Linked DNA regions of Ovis aries: region 2 is linked to region 1. Evidence: chromatin contacts called from public Hi-C data. All regions are on one chromosome and are shown on one strand. Each heading gives the region's core, a stretch centred on a gene start, on an enhancer-like site or on the middle of the called end of the contact. The rest is flanking DNA. Distances are from core to core; before and after follow the strand shown.

The links. Hi-C and Micro-C count contacts between places; a contact is called where the count stands out from the background.
Region 2: a contact with region 1 is called in a Hi-C map of muscle, with 2.3 times the contacts expected there. The contact joins the promoter of SKI here to the enhancer-like site in region 1. A contact is called at or near these places in 7 of 16 Hi-C or Micro-C datasets (blood, hypothalamus, muscle and 3 more).

Annotation. Positions count from the first base shown.
Region 1 is chr12:49,806,989-49,813,426 of ARS-UI_Ramb_v3.0, forward strand. It overlaps MORN1 (MORN repeat containing 1), which reads left to right. Exons shown (of 14, transcript XM_042257381.2): 13 at 3,163-3,209; 14 at 5,180-5,385. The coding sequence ends at 5,355. It overlaps LOC121820794 (a long non-coding RNA gene), which reads right to left. Exons shown (of 2, transcript XR_006061494.2): 2 at 4,799-6,438. Among named protein-coding and RNA genes, the nearest start is that of MORN1, 47 kb to the left of the region's middle. Within about 2 kb of position 4,158, at least 29 of the 54 cell types and tissues checked have an H3K27ac peak or open chromatin away from gene starts, as enhancers often do. A contact at or near this core is called in hypothalamus, muscle and tail adipose tissue, where this site is marked.
Region 2 is chr12:49,878,619-49,884,243 of ARS-UI_Ramb_v3.0, forward strand. SKI (SKI proto-oncogene) reads right to left here and starts at 2,437. Exons shown (of 9, transcript XM_027975748.3): 1 at 2,348-2,437; 2 at 1,771-2,077; 3 at 1-1,653. The coding sequence starts at 2,437. LOC121820795 (a long non-coding RNA gene) reads right to left here. Exons shown (of 3, transcript XR_006061495.2): 2 at 5,256-5,460; 3 at 3,639-4,719.

The DNA.
Region 1 (6,438 bases), core at 2,908-5,407:
GGCATCGCCTTGGCAACGGCTCTCCTGGGGGACAGACGTGCTCGTGGTCATTTTCATGGACAGGACCCAGGGCAGATTCCTGGGGCCTCTGTGACCCCGGTGCAGTCCTGTGTAGCGCCAGCTCCAGAAGGATGCTCTCTGGGCCTCCAGAAGGGAGAGGCATGGCCAGGGGACAGCCAGTGGACTGGCAGAGGGCAAGGCCCCCGGGCCTCATGGGGGGCCACCAGGGACTTCACTACAAGCATCGTCTCACAGGGACACATCTGTCAGATCGAGATGCCACTGGGGGGCCTGGAAGGACAAGGCCACACAGCAGGTGCAGGGTGAGGGGGCAGGAGTTGGAAGCTGCCCTGCACCAAGGAGTCCCACCCTTCAGGGCCGGTCACTGGGAGACAAGCTGGGGCTCTCTGGGCACCAGCCTTGGTTTGGTCTGTTCAGGCTTCTGCTTCCAGCCAAGGTGGATCACAAGGGGCCGGACTCGCTCTCCCATGAGGACACACGTAATTAACTGGACAAGATACACAACAGAGCTAGAGACATTTCACGTTTGATGTTGAAGGGCGGGGATCCATTGCAGTGGGAGCCCCCAGTATGCTATCCCCAGAGTCTCCAACTGCGGCGCAGGAAGGGGATTCGGGCAGGTTCAGGAGTACCCCCGAGGGGAGACACGGAGTGGGAGGCCTGGAAAGCCAAGGCAGTGAGAGTTTGCTGGACGGGAGCCCTGGAGAGGAGGGAGCCCTAGATCTGTGCTCTGCATGAGAGGATCAATTGTGCCGGAGGCCAGGAAAGGCCCACCAAGAGGGTCAAAGGGAGTCATGCCCAGAACTCAAGCAAGATGTGAAAAGTGGGGGCTCATTCTGACAGCCAGGCTGAATTTACAGAGTGTCGGCATAATACTCACAAGGGTCCTACCTTACAAGAATCAAACTTTTTAAGCAGTGTAACAGCATTGAGGATATGTACAAGAATACAAAGTATCCAGCCTGCAAGAGGGTAACCCCAGTGTCTGGCATCTTTTCAAAGATCACCAGGCACGCAGGGAATGCAGGAAGGCAGGCCCCATAATGAGAGTAAATCCATCAATCAAAACTGAGCCTGAATGACAGCGCTGAAAGAATCTGTAGACAAAGACGCTGGACAGGTGATAACTGGACAGGACACGGAAGGTACGAAAAGACGGAATCAAACGTCTGGAGGTTGAAACTGCAATGTCCGAGGGAGGGGTAACAGCTGTAAAGAGGGCAAGTGGATCCAAAGTGAAACCCAGAGAGAAAGACATGACCAGACCCAGTAAGCCAATCCTGCTTACGGAACCCTGAGACTTCAAAAAGCCAAACAGACACAAAAATCAGAGCTTCCAAAGTGATGTGGTGAGGAGAAAATGGAAAAAATATTTGAAGAAATAATGGCCAGAAGTTTTTCAAATTTGATGACAACTATGAACCCACAGGTACCAGACAATGGAGAATCCCAAGCACAAGAAACAGGAGCACAAAGACTCTAACCACAGGGCGGGGGATTGCAGGACACCCAGGGGTACACCCCGGGGTACACCCAGCCCCTCCCGCATCCCTCCCCACCCCACCCAAACCTGAGTTACGGATCTCCCCCATGTGCTTTCCCCCGACCTGGGGTCCAGGTGGAGTCTGAGAGGCAGCCCGTCAAGTGTCCCAGCTCCAAGCCCTCCTGATTCCAGTGCTGTGTACACCAGGGGGGTCCAGTCGGCACTTCTGGGCCCAGACAGAACCACCACCTCACACATCGCCCAGGCTGCAGCTATGCCCGCGGGTCCACGAGAACCATCAGTTAACCTGCACCTCCGGCAGCTCCTTCCTGACTCTGCCTGTTTTCTTGAAGCCCTGGGGGTTCTGTAAAAACTCTCAGGATTCTTGTAACCCGGTTTATTTCTCTTAAAGCTGGCAGCCTGACAGGCTCTGGTTATTCTTAGAGCTGAATTATTTATCTGCCTCCCCTCCTTACCCGCACTTCAAAATCTTTAACGTGGCTCCTGGGTCCAAGCCAAGGCCCATTTTCCCCTACTCGAAATGAAATAATTTTGAAATCTTTTGTCTTTAATTTTTTATCACCCAAACCATGTATGTGGTATCGAAGCTTGGCACGGGGTCAGAACCTGGTGGGTCACCAAGCCTGTGCAAGGAGGCCCCCCGGGCTCTGAGAACAGGAAACCGCTGGCCAGGGAGGACGGGTGGGCGTTGCCTGGTTCCCCCAGGTCCCTTTGGAGGATAATTTGGGGCAAATAATTCAGGATAATTCACACCTCGGACTCTGCCTCCCAGAGAGGATCCGGGGTGGCCATCCATGCGTCACCGGCTCCCTTGTCCCCCGAGGATGCTTGGGGGCCCTGAGGGTCTGACCTGGAGGAGAAACGGAGGAGGCGGCCAGGAGTCAACTGGGCGCAGGGCCCCGTGTGGGCAATCTGCATTCTCCTGGAGATGATGCCAGCTGGTCCTTGCCAGGGACACAGCCGGGTCCTCCTTGGGCAGGTGATCCTCCCCTGCGGGCAGGCAGGGTGAGCCTGTCACACAGCAAAGCAGAAGCTGGAGCGGTTGAGACAGACAAGCTGAGACTGGGCCTCACGGGGAACAGCTGCAGCAGCTGCGGCCACAGGTGAGGGGCTCCAGGCCTCAGAGGTGTGGGCCCAGCCCCTCCTGTCTTCACCTGCTGCCTCTCCTCTCCCGCCTCATGTGGGGGGTGCCAGTGCCCCAGGGCCCCACGCCCGCTGAGTCCTGGCTGCCGCTTGTCACTTCTTGCTGGAAAATAAGCACAGCTCTCACATCCCCTCCACACAGACGCCGCGTGTCCTCGAGACCTGCAGCTCTGGCGCCCACTTCTCAGAGCTGCTCCTGGATTCTGCATGCGCAGCGCCCGTGGGGTGGACAGGACCGGGTTTGTCTGTCTCCACCTCCATCCGTCCATGGGCATGTCTGGGATTAGATGGTGGGGTTCAGGGGCTGAGGGCCCAGGGGGTCCAAAGCCTCACAGGGACACCCCCCCAGGTGCAGGCAGAGCAAAGAGAAGTTGAGGACAGGATGGTCACATGAGGGCTGGCCTGCGGCCGCTACCATCCTCAGGCCTAGAGGCCAGAGGCCCAGACTCAGGGGCCAGGCTGTGCATTCAAAGCTTCCTCCTCTCTCCCCACAGGCTTGATGGGGCGGCCAAGGCGGAGCCGGCAGCAGAGGCCTTCCCAGGTAGGCAGGCAGCTCCCAAACACGGTCACGTGGAGCATCCCCAGCTGTCACTCCACCATCCCAGCAGAACCTTTGTGTCCACCCCTGAGCACATCGTCATAAAGGGCAGCTCCGGGGCTCCATGTGGGCCCCAAGGCACATGAAGCTGCCCCCAACCATGCTCTCCGGGCCCTCCGAAGGAGCTCCAAGAGGGCCTGGGCAGGAGGAGGGTGTGCCAACGGGCTGAGGGTCTTCCCAAGCCTTGGTCCCCTCAAAGGACTGCATATGCCAGGCCAGGGTACCTCCCGTCCCCTCGGCCACGGCGAAAAACCCTGGCTCCTGTCTCTAGGATCCTGATCAGGAGGCCAGTAGGCCTCCAGGTGTGGGCCCCCCCGACGCCTTGTGCAGCGGTGAGTGCTGGCAAGCCCTGCTGGCTGACTGCAGCTGGAAAGGCCCTGTGCGGGGCACGGCCGGGGGTCCAGGCAGTGCCCCCATCTTTCCTTTGGGCTGGTCCTCACTGTCCCAACAGCCACACACACCTACCAACCAGCCAGTAGGGTCAGCACCAAGGTCACCCCCAGCAGAACCCTAGGACCCCACATGCCGAGGCGGCGGTGGAGAGGTTGCCCTCCCACCCCCACCCCGTGCACCACCTGGGAGAGGCTGGCAGGGACAGGCTGGATGTCCAGGCTGTGAGGGGCGAAGCCAGGTGGACGGCTCTGTAACGTGGGTCAGGCCGGGCCAGGCCAGGCTGGGCGCCGGGCCCATGGCAGGACCACGTGGCGGTTGGGGCCAGGCCTCGGGTGGTTTCTGAGGCAGGCAAGGGGGCCCCCGGCCAGGCCTTTCCCATCTGCTGGGAGAAGGGCGGCCTCAGGAACAAGGTCAGCTGAGGGCTAGGACTCGGCTCTGAGGCCGCTCCCCCACCGGTCGGCGCCCTCAGCCGCGGCTGGAGTGGCTGCATGTTCCCGGGAACACCTAGAAACCGGCTGCTTGGAAACACTCTGCGTTGCCATGCGCAGCGTTCCTCCAGGCCCGCCAGGGAGGCCCGGTGCCCCGGCTGCGGAATGTGGGCCCCCTCCCGGCCCCCCCGGCCCCCCAGAACCGTGATTTCTTCTGAAGGAACTGACTCAAGGCTGAGCAAATTCCTGCCAGCCCCAGAGGCCTTTTCTTGTCCGCCCCAGGAAACACGGGGCAGCCACGGGCCTCCAGGCTGGCCTGAGTCGGAGGGCAGCTGCGCAGCCAGGGAAGCAGCCTGTTTTCCAGGCCCGGGTGCTGGAATGTTCCCTGACGGTGGGAGCGGACTCCCGCGCCCCCTTCGGCTGCGGCTGCATTCCTGGTGGGAGCCCCGGCCAGCCCGGCGAGCTTTTTCCGCGCTCCGGTGCCAGCCCCCGCGGGCTCGGGCGGGAGAGGACGGTTTCCACGGCAACCTCACTTTCTGTTATTTCTTATTTTCTTTTTTATGGTTTCTCCAACTTTGAAGCTCTCCAGACAGTTTACAGACTATGGAGGAAAAGTACTTCCTTCTCTCCCCACGTCCCCCATCAGGCGGCCCCCCATCCCACCCCACCCCCAGAGCCGCCCCTTCCCACAAAACAAGCCAGACAGCCATGTCTTCAGAGGCTAATTATTTTTAAAAACATTCTAGAGGAAGTTAATTATTTTTCTCCTAAAAAGATAGGAACGTATTTTCGAAAGAACCCCTGCCCTAAGCCACACGGCCCCACTGGCGGGGAGGGGAGTCCTTGAGCTGGTCTGCGTCCCTGGTGTGGCCCCCACTCCCACCCTAGGACATGGAGCCATCACTGGGCCTGTGTCCTGAGGTGGGAGGTGGCTTCACTCACCCCCAATGTACTTACTTAGATTGTACCCCCAGCACCCCAGGAAGAGAAAGGCCTGCTGCCCTAGACCAGGCACTGAGCCGGGGGCCCTGAGGGTGGGAGCCGAGGATCTGAGGGTGGCAGGAGCTGAGTCCAAGTGCCCGTCTCTTGCAGGCGAGTATGTCATCATGATTCGCGATGTGACCACCCCTCCATTCCTGGGCCACACGCTGTCCATGGCCTTCAAACACCTTCGGGTCTTGGCAAGGGGGGCAGGCCAACAGCCCCATGTCCCCAGTGAAGACCTGGAAGCCCTGAGCTGGAGGGGTGCCCAAGACTCCCGCCACTAGTTGAGCCTTTAATAAAAGGCTCAACAACCACTTCTGAGTGCTAGCCAGAGGGCGCGGCCCCTGCCTGAACACCCAGAACCAGGCCGGCTCATCTGGGCCTCCCAAGGCTGGGCGGGTGTGACCAGTGCCCTTCTCCACTGTCTCGGCTATCCATGCTTTCCCCGGGGGGAGCCCGGGCCAGTCAGCGCCTGCTTCCCACCATCCCTGCCCTGGTGGGCAGCTCAGGGGCCTTCCCAGAGCTGGGGGCCACGACCGCTCCCAAATGGGAGATCAAGAGGCCACGGGCTGGTGACTGGGTCACACACTGAACTGAGAGGCCTTGTCTGAAGGAACCACTTTTCAGATGTTACAGCAGCCTCTGAAATGCACCCGGGGCATAAGCCAGGCCTGGGGGTTGGGGACAGAGGGCCTCCGAAATGCACCCCCGGCGGATAAGCCAGGCCTCAGGTCAGGGATAGAGGCCTAGCACACAGGGAAGCCTGGGAGCAGCCAACCCCCTACTTGGGGCTGACCACACCCCAGCCTCAGACCCAAGGCCCCCATCTCCCTGCATCCAGAAAGGATAAGCTCACCCCCATCCTCTCACCTGACCATCTGCTTCCTTCATTGAATGGGGGAAGGGACACCCAGAGCCCTCTGGTCCTGGCCGGCAGTCACCTCCAGGCCAGGGTGGACTGGCCACTGAAGCTCCAGCTGCCGTCTCCCATCTTAAAGGCCTTCCTGCCCATCACCCTCCATCCAGCACCCACTGCCCTCCCACATGTATGGTCAACGCCCTCCTTCTCCCCCATGAGTGCTCTACCCGACCTGTGAGTACTCCCAGCAGGGCCCCTGGCTCCTCTCTACCCAGCAGGCCCCATGGGGCTCCAGATATCACTCTTGGCCCTGGTATGCCCCACCCCACATCTCCCCCCTACCCCCCGCCTCAGCCTTGGGGCCCAGAGCCCGGTCCCTCCTCCAGGTTCCTGATCTCTCCCAGACACATGGCCAGTAGAAATAGTGGGGCAGCCCCCTTGGGTGGGGGTCCAGGGCCCTTCAGACCTCACCTGCCCCATACCAGCTCCTCCTGCTTCATGGAGAACA
Region 2 (5,625 bases), core at 1,187-3,686, 70 kb after region 1:
CCTTGTGCGAGTGCACCACGAACTTGTGCGGCGGGTACATGAGGCGGCAGTCGAGGCACTGGATGCAGGCGGCGCTTGGGCTGCTGTAGAGCTCGGGCACCAGCAGCCCCTTGCACTTGCCGAAGCACTCGTGGTACACACGCACACTGCGCTCGCTGAGCTCCAGGCCCAGCGCCAGGCTGGCCGCCAGCTCCTTCTTGCAGGGCGGCGGGTAGGCGCCGCCGTACAGCAGCGCGTTGCACAGGCGCTCGGCGTCCGTCTTGGTGATGAGCCCGCACGAGGGCGCCGAGAAGGGCAGGATGCCCATGACTTTGAGGATCTCCAGCTGGTCGGCCGTGCAGCGCGAGCAGTAGATGTGAAGCTCGTCGCACACCGAGTTGATCTGTTGCAGCGAGAAGTCGCGCAGCACGGAGTTGAGGATCTGCGGCAGACACAGCCGCTTCTCGCCGCCCACCACGAAACACGAGATGGTCTCGCCCTCCAGCACGGTCTCGCAGCGCTCCGTGGAGCGGTCGGACGGCATGAAGAAGGGCCCGGGTAGCACGGGCGGCGGCGGCTGGATGGCGGGCAGGTGCAGCACCGGCGGGGGTTCGGCGGCCGCGGGCACCGGCGCCGGCACCGCGGCCGCGCCCGCCTCCTTGGCGCTCTCCTTCTTGTAGGCCTCCTGCGCCCAGCGCGCCGAGAAGGCGGCCGGGCCGCCCAGCGAGCTCATGGAGCTGAGGTGGAACTGCTCCAGCGTCTTCTGCAGCCCCGGGTGCGGTTGGAAGCCGCCGCGGCCGCCCGCCGCCGCCTCCATGGTGCGCTCCGGCTCCCCAGGCCGCTCCCGCTCCCGCGTGCCCGGGCCCCCGCGGCCCCCGCCGCCGCCCCGCGCGCCCCGGCGGCGCCCCCGGCCCCGGCCCCGGCCGCCCCCCGCCGCCGGCTCCCGGCCGATCACGGCCGCGGCCTCGGCCTCGCCCGGGGGCCCGAAGGGGAAGGCGGGCGGGGCGAAGGGGTCCCGCCGCTGGAGCCCGCCGCCGCCGCCCGGGCCCGGCGCCACATCCACGCGCCCCGCGCCGCGCCCGCCGCCGCCCGGGCCCCCCGCGCGCCCCCCGCGCGCCCCCCGGGCCCTAGGCGCGGGGCATGCCCCAGCGCGCGCCGCCAACGCCAACGCCAACGCTCGCGGGCCCGGGGCTCGCGGGGGGCGCGCGGGCAGGTGCCGGCGCCGCGAGGCGCGAATCGCCGCGGCGGCCGAGGCCGAGGGGCCCGGGAGGAGCGGGGGCGCGGGCGCGGGGCCCGCCGGGCCGTCCTCGCGCGGCGCGCCGCCGCCGCCCCGCTCCTCCCACCGCGCGGCGCCCGCCCGGCTCGTCCCGGCGGCGCTGGCCGGCCGCGTTGCGCCCGCCGCCGGCCTCCCGGCCCGGCCCGCACCCACCCCGCCGCCCGCGCCCGGCTCCGCGGCCTGCCCACCCGCCCGCCCGCCCGCGCACGCGGCTTCCGGGGCGGCGGAGCGCCTGTGGGGCGGCCTCAGACCGCGGCGGCGGCGGCGGCGCGGGGCTCGGCGCACATCCTCCCGGCGGCTCGCTCCAGCTCGGACTGAGCGCCCGGCGCTGAGCTCACGCCGCCGCCCCGCCCCGCGTCCCGCCCCGCCCCGCGCCACCGCCCCGCCCCGAGCGTCGTCTGGGGCCGCGCGTCGGCCTCAGCCGAGCGCCAGCCAGGAATGCGCCCGCCGCCCCCCCGGCCAGGCTCTTCCAGGAACGCGCGCTCCCCCCGCCCGCGCTCGGCGCTCCGCCTCACTCGGCCGCATTCGGGTCCGCCCTCCGGCCCGGGACTCGGATCCGCTCGGCTGGTCTCGGGCCTGCCCGCCCGCGACTCGGCTTCGCTCGGCTACTCTCGGCCCCGCCCGTCCGGGACTCAGCTCCGTTCGGCTCCGTTCGGGCCCGCTCGCCGGAAGGCCGCTCGGCGGGGGCGGTGGCTGCGCCCCGGGCCCCCCATCCGGTGGAGGCTGTTTCCTGCGCGGCTGCGAAGGCGCCCGTCCAGCCGCCGTGTCGCCGCCGGAGCCCAGAAACCCACACAGGGCCCCCCCACCACAACCGCAAACCAGCTGAGGGGCGGACGGATGGGGCCGGCGCACCCTCTACCGCACGCCTCCCGGCCCAGCCCCCCGGGTCCCCACGCACGTGACGAGGCAATATGACCCAAGTCCCACGCAGGACTAGGACACCGAGCCAGACGACGTGGGTTACTACAGGATGGCAACACCCCAGAGACCCCACACGGGAGACAGGCACCGTGCAGACTGTTCTGGGGGTCCCCCCGAGCAATGCAGGCGCAACACAGCAACCCCCAAAGGATGACTGGCTGCAGGGCCGACCACCCCACGACCCTGCTCGATGGTCCCCCACACAGCTACTTTGTGCGCCCACCGCCAGTTCCAGGGCAGGGCTTGCGTCCAGGTTACCATGAGGCCGGGGCTTCTCAGGAACCTGGCTCCTGCCTGCGTGCCCCGAGCACGCTGGCCCTACCCTTACCCAACAGCTCCCAGGCTCAAAGAGCCATTTTACATCTGCAGGGCACCCAGGGCAGGGCCAGTGTGAGATCACACTGTCCATCCTTCTGCACCCTGGCTCTATCACGAAGGACAGACAGACCAGAAAGCGCTGGGTGGGACAAGACAAGGGCCTGAGGTTGGACAGGCTGACCGGGTGGCCCCCAGAGGAAACAGTGTCTAGCAGAGTCCTGGGAGCTTGGGACTTGAGATCTAGAAGACAGTTCTGGTTGTGCTTAACTCAAGGGCAGAGGGACAGTCCAGCCCAGCTAGGCAGTGGCGACTTTTCTTCCAAAGGACCGGGGCACCCAAGCTGGCCCAGACACTGGAGGACACATGGGGGGCCCACAGTGTTGGGCAGAGGTGAGAGGGCCCACCCACTTCAGCCTGTGTGACCTTCAGCTTGGACCTTACTGCTCCTGACTCCCCTTTGGAGATGGAAACTGGCCCCAAACCAGCATTCCTGCCCCGGGGAGCTGAATGGGTGTCTCTGCAGGCATGGACAAGTGTCCAGAGAGGCAGCAAGAATGGGCAGAGACCCCACATCTGTATGGCTGCAGAATCTCATGGGGGGACCTTGTGGTTCAGGGTGCATTGCTCTACATCTGAAGAACTGACAGCTCCCTACCGTGAGCGTGAACCCTCTCCTACCCACATGTCCACTGAACACCAGGTTTTCCTATGGCTGCCAACACAGGAAAACTAGGAAAGGGGTCCATACAAAACAAGAAAAGAGATGTCTTTGCTTTCGCAGACTCCATGGTGCTGGAGAAGATTCTTGAGTGTCCCTTGGACTGCAAGGAAATCAAACCAGTCAGTCCTAAAGGAAATCAACCCTGAATATTCATTGGAAGGACTGAACCTGAAGCTGAAGATCCAATACTTCGGCCACCTGATGTGAAGAACTGACTCACTGGAAAAGACCCTGATGCTGGGAAAGATTGACAGCAGGAGGAGAAGGGAGCAACAGAGGATGAGACAGTTGGATGTCAGCACCGATTCAATGGACATGAGTTTGAGCAAACTCTCGGAGATGGTGAAGGAGGACAGGGAAGCCTGGCATGCTGCTGTCCATGGGGTCGCAGAGTCAGACATGACTTCGCAAGTAAACAACATCTGGACCAAAAATTTTCTGTTGTACCTGAGTCTGTTCCTTCTACATGGCTTTGACTCCCATACAATCAGGTGACTTGTAATTGAAAGAAGGTGGTTGGAAGGCTGGACAGGGAGGGTTTTCAGCCAAACGCTCGATTCCTCCCGCTCCTTCAGCCAAGCCATCATTCTCAGGAGGGCCAAGAGCCTGAGGGCCCCTGGATGGGCAGTGCCTGACTCCAGGGGGCCCCCTCCCCTCTGCCTTCTGGCTTTGCAGGGCTCCAGGAAGGGGTCTTAAGAGGGGACCAAGTGGAGGAGACAACACTCCCAGAGCTTGAGAACCCAGGTTGAAGCCAAAGTGACTGTGCATAGGTGAGGGGTGAAGGGCCCTGAGATTCAGGAAAGGGCCTGGACTGGTTTGTAAAACTTCACTGCTTCAGTGGACTTTGAGGTTTCCTTCCCCAAAAGATGTTGGAGTTTCTAGAGCAGCTGAGCCCACCCCAACCACCATGGGCCAGGGCTGCTGTGCCTAGAGAGTCAGTCCGGTCCTGTCTTCTCCACAAGCCCAGCTGGGGCCCCACCTGTTGACCTTCCTCCCATCAACTCATCACTGCAGCTGTCCTGGCAAGTGGCCTACTCCTCCCACTGACCACTGCTACAGGCCACTCACCTCGCTGGCAGGTGGAGGGGCCAGGCCACAGGTACAGCCATGTCTGGGGGCAGAGGAGGAACCCAGTGCACCAGGCCACCCAGCTCACTCCCCAGCCCTTGCTGCACTGATGGGTATGGGCAGCTGGTCGTGCACATGTTTGCTCAAGAGATAAACATGCACTTATGGAATGCATACCCCCATGGGCATGAGCCAAGTTCTGGGACCAGTGGGGAAGGAGACCAAATCCTGCCTTGTGTGGCATCCGTCTCCTGCAGCCAAGGAGGCCAAGGATGGACAAACCTGCTTGTAAGGGAGCAAGGTCATTCAGGCCCCTCAGAGGCCTCCAGCAGCTGGGTGCTGGCTTTTGGAACTGGCAGCGCCCCAGGACCCAGGAGATGAGCATGCTGGCAGTGATGTGGTATCCATTGCCACGGGGAACAGCTTAGACGCCCAGCTGGGAGAATGGACCAGGAGACTCAAGTCAGCAAGTGCTTACAGAGACGCCCACAGACAGCTTCCCTGGAGGACCAGCCTTGCCCTCCTTGGTCCCACCTGCTCCCTTATCCCTGCTCCCTGGGAAGAAAACACTTGGCCTCAAACAAGCACAGACTGCCATTGTCAGGAAAGGGCTAAGATCCTGTTTATCTTTATGTTGTTTAGTGGTTTGTTTGATTTTTGGCTGTGCTGAGTCTTCGTTGCTTAGCCGCAAGCAGGGGCTGCCCTTCACTGCTTGGCTTCTCCTTGCAGTGGCTTCTTTTGCTGAAGGCTCTAGAGTGTGGCCCAGTGGTTCGTAGCACACAGGCTTTGCTGCTCTGTGGCATGTGGACTCTTCCCGGGCCAGGGACTGAACCTATGTCCCCTGCTTTGGCAGGCAGATTCTTATCCACTACGCCACTGGGGAAGTCCCTAAGATACTGTTTCAAAACTTTAAATTTGAAAAAAAAAAATCACTTAAGTAACACAAGTTTGATAAAAACTTAAACCTTTTACCTTAGTTTGGGTTCCACTGAAGCAGATCCTGAGACTTGGGTCCAAAGATTTGGGTCCAAACAGTGTGTCTGGGAGATGTTTCCAGGTGGGAGGAAGGTGGGCAGAGGGAAGGCATGTGTGTCACCAGCCTGCCACTTCAGGCTCCTGGAACTGGACTGTGGAGCCCAGAGCGATGCCATGGGGCTGTCCTGATTGAGGTCAGAGCCTGAGGAGGAAAAAGACATCTGCTGGCCAGGCAGCTTGATTACTTATGGGATTGAGCCAATAAGGAAATGAATTATTGGTGACAAGTCAGATGGGAATTTTAAAATGGAAAGGAATAAATAAGTGCAAGGCATTGAATTGGACTTATCCATGTGGACGCATGAGA